Linked DNA regions of Pan troglodytes: region 2 is linked to region 1. A link is a contact called in public Hi-C data. All regions are on one chromosome and are shown on one strand. The core of a region is the stretch at or near the end of the contact, and the rest is flanking DNA. Distances in the headings are between cores, read along the strand shown. Region 1 holds the start of NDUFV2 (NADH:ubiquinone oxidoreductase core subunit V2). Region 2 holds the start of MTCL1 (microtubule crosslinking factor 1).

What was found. Hi-C and Micro-C count contacts between places; a contact is called where the count stands out from the background.
Region 2: a contact with region 1 is called in a Hi-C map of stem cell-derived neural progenitor cells, with 6 times the contacts expected there. The contact joins the promoter of MTCL1 here to the promoter of NDUFV2 in region 1. A contact is called at or near these places in 1 of 7 Hi-C or Micro-C datasets (stem cell-derived neural progenitor cells) and 1 of 1 datasets of contacts at active chromatin or transcription factors (stem cell-derived excitatory neurons).

What each region holds. Positions count from the first base shown.
Region 1 is chr17:21,802,318-21,805,017 of NHGRI_mPanTro3-v2.0_pri, reverse strand. NDUFV2 (NADH:ubiquinone oxidoreductase core subunit V2) reads left to right here and starts at 1,427. Exons shown (of 8, transcript NM_001071786.1): 1 at 1,427-1,480. The coding sequence starts at 1,427.
Region 2 is chr17:22,196,242-22,199,112 of NHGRI_mPanTro3-v2.0_pri, reverse strand. MTCL1 (microtubule crosslinking factor 1) reads left to right here and starts at 1,357. Exons shown (of 16, transcript XM_016933321.4): 1 at 1,357-2,752. The coding sequence starts at 1,700.

The sequences.
Region 1 (2,700 bases), core at 178-2,677:
CCCGAGTAGCTGGGACTACAGGCGCCTGCCACCATGCCCGGCTAATGTCTTGTATTTTCAGTAGAGACAGGGTTTCACCGTATTAGCCAGGATGGTCTCGATCTCCTGACCTCGTGATCTGCCCGCCTCAGCCTCCCAAAGTGCTGGGATTACAGGCGTGAGCCACGCGCCCGGCCAGGTGTATAAGTATTTAGGTAACTTTATAACAAAATACATTTACATTAAGGGCCAGACTGTCTTTCCCTTTTAAAGGGAAATACTGAAGCTAATTTAGGAGAGGCAAACTAACATAAAATATAAGGCAAAGGAGTGGGAACCAAGGCATTTGGTATCTATTTCTAGCTCACTGGGCAGCAGTCCTCTGTGTCTTGAATTCTGTGATTTGCGAAATATGATTCATAGGGGTTGCAATGGAATATTTCTGAGTTTTTAAACTAATGAGGGATAAATTTTCAAAATCCCTGTGCTGCTGTGAATGTTCTAGAAATTATTCACAAGTTTATTATAGCAAAGAAAATGGGCAAAAGGAAGGGGGTGGGTACAGGACGTGACACTCCAGAAAAGAAGGCAGTGACGTAAAAAATCAAGAGGAAGTCCACACCAGGAAATAGTGCTGTGCACATTAGAGCTGTTACTGAATAAATACTTGTTGGAATTTCCAGAGATAACCAAACAAACATGAAGAAGGAAGTGGGGTTTTTTTTTTCAGCTTTATTATGGAAAATATCTAATATGTACAAAAGTTCCGAGAATAGTAAATAAGAACGACCATGCAGCTTCTATGGCCTTACTTAACGGCCAACTTGCTTTATTTTTCACCTCCCACTCCCCACTATTCTCAAGCAAATTCCAGACATCATACCATTTAACCCCTAAATATGTCGCACATATCTCTAATGCAAAAGATTGGGAACCAAGACATTTGGTGTCTATGGCTAGCACACTGGATAGCAGCCCTCTGTGTCTTGAATTCGTAACATGTAGAATAAGATTTATAGTGGGTTGCAACCCGACTTTATTTTTAACTAACAGCAATATAAGAGGAGGTGGCTAATCCTCACAAGGCTCTCCATGAGGGAAGCTCACCCCTATAAATCCAGGCGGGCGCTTCGTTACCCAGGAGCCCAAGGTGCAGCTCCGGGACGCTTCTTTTCAAGGCCGGGACCCCTGCAGCGGCCCGTAGGACACCTCCCTTTCCGAGCACGGACTGGTCCCCGCCCCTCCCCCGGGAAGTCTCCGCCCACAGGGCCCCAGCAGCCCCCGCGCGCCCTCGCTCCCTCCCGTCAGCCCCCGCCCCTCGGCGAAGGGAGCGGCGTGCCGTCCGGGTCGCCTAGGCCTGGGGTCGGGAGCGCGCACGCTGTGCGCCCTGGGCGCGCTCGGGATTCTCGCCTGGCGCGGCTGGGGAAGGTGAACAGTGTGGCCCGCCATGTTCTTCTCCGCGGCGCTCCGGGCCCGGGCGGCTGGCCTCACCGCCCACTGGGTAAGGAGGCTCAAGCTGAGCCCGGCGCTGCCGCCGCCCTCCTCTTGCTCTCCGTGTCTCCCTTAGTTTTGGGCGCAGGAGAGCCCTGGGCTCTGCACGGGCCTGCAGGCGGCGGCAAGGACACTGCGGCCTTAGCCCTCTTAGGGAGGCCGCTGCAGCCCCACCGTGAGAAGCCCCGAGGGAGGGTTGCCATACTGGGAAGTGTACTCCTAGTTTGGTCGAGGAGGACAGAAAAGAGGGGCTGCTTGGTGATATATATATATATATATATATATATGTTTGTTTGTTTTTGCTGTTTTGCTGTAGCGCAGAATCTAGGCCTGCTCTGGCCAGATCTGTTTCGAAGACCGCCGCCCCGAAGGAGGCACCTCTCGTTTCAAGCCTAGTGACCTCGATGCTTTTAGGTTGCAGCATACTGGAGAGCTCTGGCTTGCTTCGTGAAGGCTTAGGGAGAACTTCATTAGGGCTGGAAAAGGGTGGCCAATGTTTGATTTACTGCAGTTGTGCTTTGCATATCGGAAATGCTGGCTAAATAAATGGTATCAAACTAACTCTGAAAGAACGGCGCCGCAAATAACAGCACCCAATTAAAGAACCACAGGATTTTAGAGATTAAATGATCTTTTTGAGATCCAAGTGCATCTCATGGTAGGCAAGGAAATTGAATTGCAGAGAAGTTGAAACACTCCTTCACGTTAATCTAAAAATGCAGATTTCCAGAAATGTCGATTATAACAACAGGGCCTGTTACACAAGTAATACTGGAAAGAAGCCTTAGTTTTGTTTGTTTTCTAAGAGTGAAATAGGTTAAGTCAGTTCTCAGCAAGAGGGAGATAGTGTATATTCATTGAGAATGAATTCAGGGCTTTAGAGTTAGACTGGAGTTTGGATGTTAGCTTAACTGCCTTTTGTGGCTCTATGACTTTGTGCTGTTAATCTTCCTCAGTTTCTTCAGTTGTAAAATGGGAATATTCCTTTTTGCAGAGTTCAGTCTTTCAATAAACATTTGAAGTCTTACTGTACGTCATGCACTGCTGAGCTCTAGTTAACAGTGTGGATAATAATGATAGTCATTTGATAACTGTTTTCTGTATGCCAAGCACCGAGTTAAATATCTACATTCCACATCTCATTTTTGAGGTTGGTATTACTTTTTCCTCATATTACAGATAAGGAAAAGACTTAGACAGTTCCCGTTCTTTTGGAATTGATAGTCTCAT
Region 2 (2,871 bases), core at 108-2,607, 390 kb before region 1:
CCCTCCAGTCTCCCCTCTAATCCCTAACCTACCTGCCTCCCCGCCTAGAGGCCCTGCTCTCTGCAGGCTCTACTGTGTCCTGGGCCCTCAGCTGAGAGACCAACCCGCCCTTCCAGGAAAATGCGAGCCTCACCAGGCGGGGTTATGCTCCCGCCCTCCTCCTTGTATTTATTACCTGACCCTCTGCCTCCTGCAACGCCAGGGCTGGAGGACAGGCTGGCCCTTATTCCTATGGGCACTGGCCAACATCCAACGCCTGGGACATAAACTGCACCCAATGGTATGTGAACTGTACTTTACAGTTTGCACGGTGTGTTCTGGTATTTGCTAAATCTTCACACATGCTTAGGTGGCAGTACGTTTTAATGATACAGGCGAGGGAACTGGGGCTCAGAAAGGTCTAGTGCCTTGCGCATGGGAGACTCAAGTGGTAGAACCGGTGGCCGGGCTCCGGGCTCTGAGCGGAAAGCCTGCAGGACTCGGAATCCTGAGGACCTGGGTTTAAACCCGCTCAGCTAGGGACTGGGTGAGGCATCGCAGGCAAGTGACTTCACCTCCCAGCGCCGGTGCCCTAGTCTTCACCGAAGACAGCAATTCCAATCTGGGACTGTGGTGAGGCTTAAATAAAACACTGCTCAGTAAGTGGCCAGCAGGCCTGGCTTGCAGCCGGAACTATAAATGTGAGTTCCCTTTCTGACCCCCCAGCTTTGGCGAGCGCTCCTCCTGTTTGGGCAGCAGCTCCTCCTGAGCTCCCGAGGCCACGGGGGTGCCAACTGTGGAGCGCCCGCCGTGTCGTTTTGACGCGAGAGCTGCGTCGGGTACCAGCGATCCTTAAAGGAGCTCGGGGACCAGGGGCACAGCTTGGAGAGGACAACGAGGGAGGTGACTGGCCTCGGGGAGGCGGGCGGCGGATGGAGAGGCATGAGGGGGGTGTTGTCAGCCGCGGCACACGCCTTCCCCAAGTGGCCGGCGCCGCCCCTTGCCACCACTTCACCTCCGCCTCTTCCCTTCCTCCCTAGCTCCTGGCAGCGTCTCTAGGGCCTCAAAAAGCAAGGAGGGTCCCCGGGCAGCGAGGCCCCATGGATCCAGCCTGCGCCTGCTCCCAAGGGTGCGCAGGCCCCGCCCCTCCCCGCCCCGCCCCTGCCGGGCGCCCGCCCCCCGGGGAGCGCAAGCCCCCGCCCCTTCCCTCGCCCCTCCCCTGCACGGCGCCGGCTGGCTGGAGGCGGGGCATGCGCACGGGCCTGGGCGAGGGCGCTGGGCGGCGGGGAGGTGGGGCGCGCGCGTGCGGCTTCTCTCAGCCAGGAGCGGCGGGGGCGGGCACGGGCAGCAGCGGGCCGGCGGTGGGCGGGGAGCGGGACGCGGGAGCCGGGCGCGCGCCGCCAGCGCCGCCGCGGCACCGGTGACCGCGAGCCCGGAGCGCGAGGTCCGGGGATGCGAGCGGCTGGGAGCTGCCGCGCTGCTGAGCCGGGAGAACTCGATCCGCGGTGACCTCAGCGAGGGGCGAGCGCGGCGGCGGCGAGCCCCGCGGGAATCCTCGGGGCCGGGGTGCGGGGGGCGGGGACGGCGGGAGCGCGGGGCGCAGCCCGGGCGGGGCTGGGACAGTGATGAGAGAGCGCGCGGGGAGGCTGCACGCCGCCGCCGCCGCCGCCGTCGTCGTCCGGAGCATCTGCTGCCTGAGCTGCTGCCCGCGGACCCGGCCATGGAGACACTGAACGGCCCCGCGGGCGGAGGTGCCCCGGACGCGAAGCTGCAGCCGCCTGGCCAGCACCACCGCCACCACCACCTCCACCCGGTGGCCGAAAGGCGGCGGCTGCACCGTGCGCCCTCGCCCGCCAGACCGTTCCTCAAGGACCTGCACGCCCGGCCCGCCGCGCCCGGCCCGGCCGTCCCCTCCTCGGGCCGAGCCCCGGCGCCCGCCGCCCCGCGCTCGCCCAACCTCGCGGGCAAAGCGCCGCCCTCGCCGGGGTCCCTGGCCGCGCCCGGCCGCCTCTCTCGGCGCAGTGGCGGCGTCCCGGGCGCGAAGGACAAGCCCCCGCCGGGCGCCGGGGCCAGAGCGGCGGGCGGTGCCAAGGCTGCCCTGGGAAGCAGGAGGGCGGCGCGCGTGGCGCCCGCGGAGCCGCTGTCCCGGGCTGGGAAGCCTCCCGGAGCCGAGCCGCCGTCTGCCGCTGCCAAGGGCCGCAAAGCCAAGCGCGGCTCCCGGGCGCCACCCGCCCGCACCATCGGCCCCCCGACCCCGGCCGCCCGGATCCCTGCCGTGACCCTCGCGGTGACCTCGGTGGCCGGGTCCCCGGCCCGCTGCTCGCGCATCAGCCACACGGACAGCAGCTCCGACCTCTCTGACTGCCCCTCCGAACCCCTGTCCGACGAGCAGCGCCTGCTCCCTGCCGCCAGCAGCGACGCCGAATCCGGCACGGGCTCCAGCGACCGTGAACCACCACGAGGAGCGCCGACGCCGAGCCCCGCAGCCCGAGGAGCGCCGCCGGGCAGCCCCGAGCCCCCAGCGCTCCTCGCCGCGCCCCTCGCCGCGGGCGCCTGTCCCGGGGGCCGGAGCATCCCGGGCGGGGTTTCGGGGGGTTTCGCGGGGCCCGGCGTGGCGGAGGATGTCCGGGGGCGCTCGCCACCGGAGCGACCAGTCCCCGGGACCCCCAAGGAGCCCAGCCTGGGCGAGCAGTCTCGGCTCGTGCCAGCGGCGGAGGAAGAAGAGCTGCTGCGGGAGATGGAGGAGCTGCGCTCAGAGAACGACTATCTCAAGGTGAGCCGCGCCTCGGCCGCAGGTGTCCCGGGGCGCCCCCGGAGGGCCTGGCTGCGGCGGGGACCCGCCAATCCCTCCTTCCCGGGCCTGTCCAGCGCCTTCTCCCTCCTGCTCTCCAC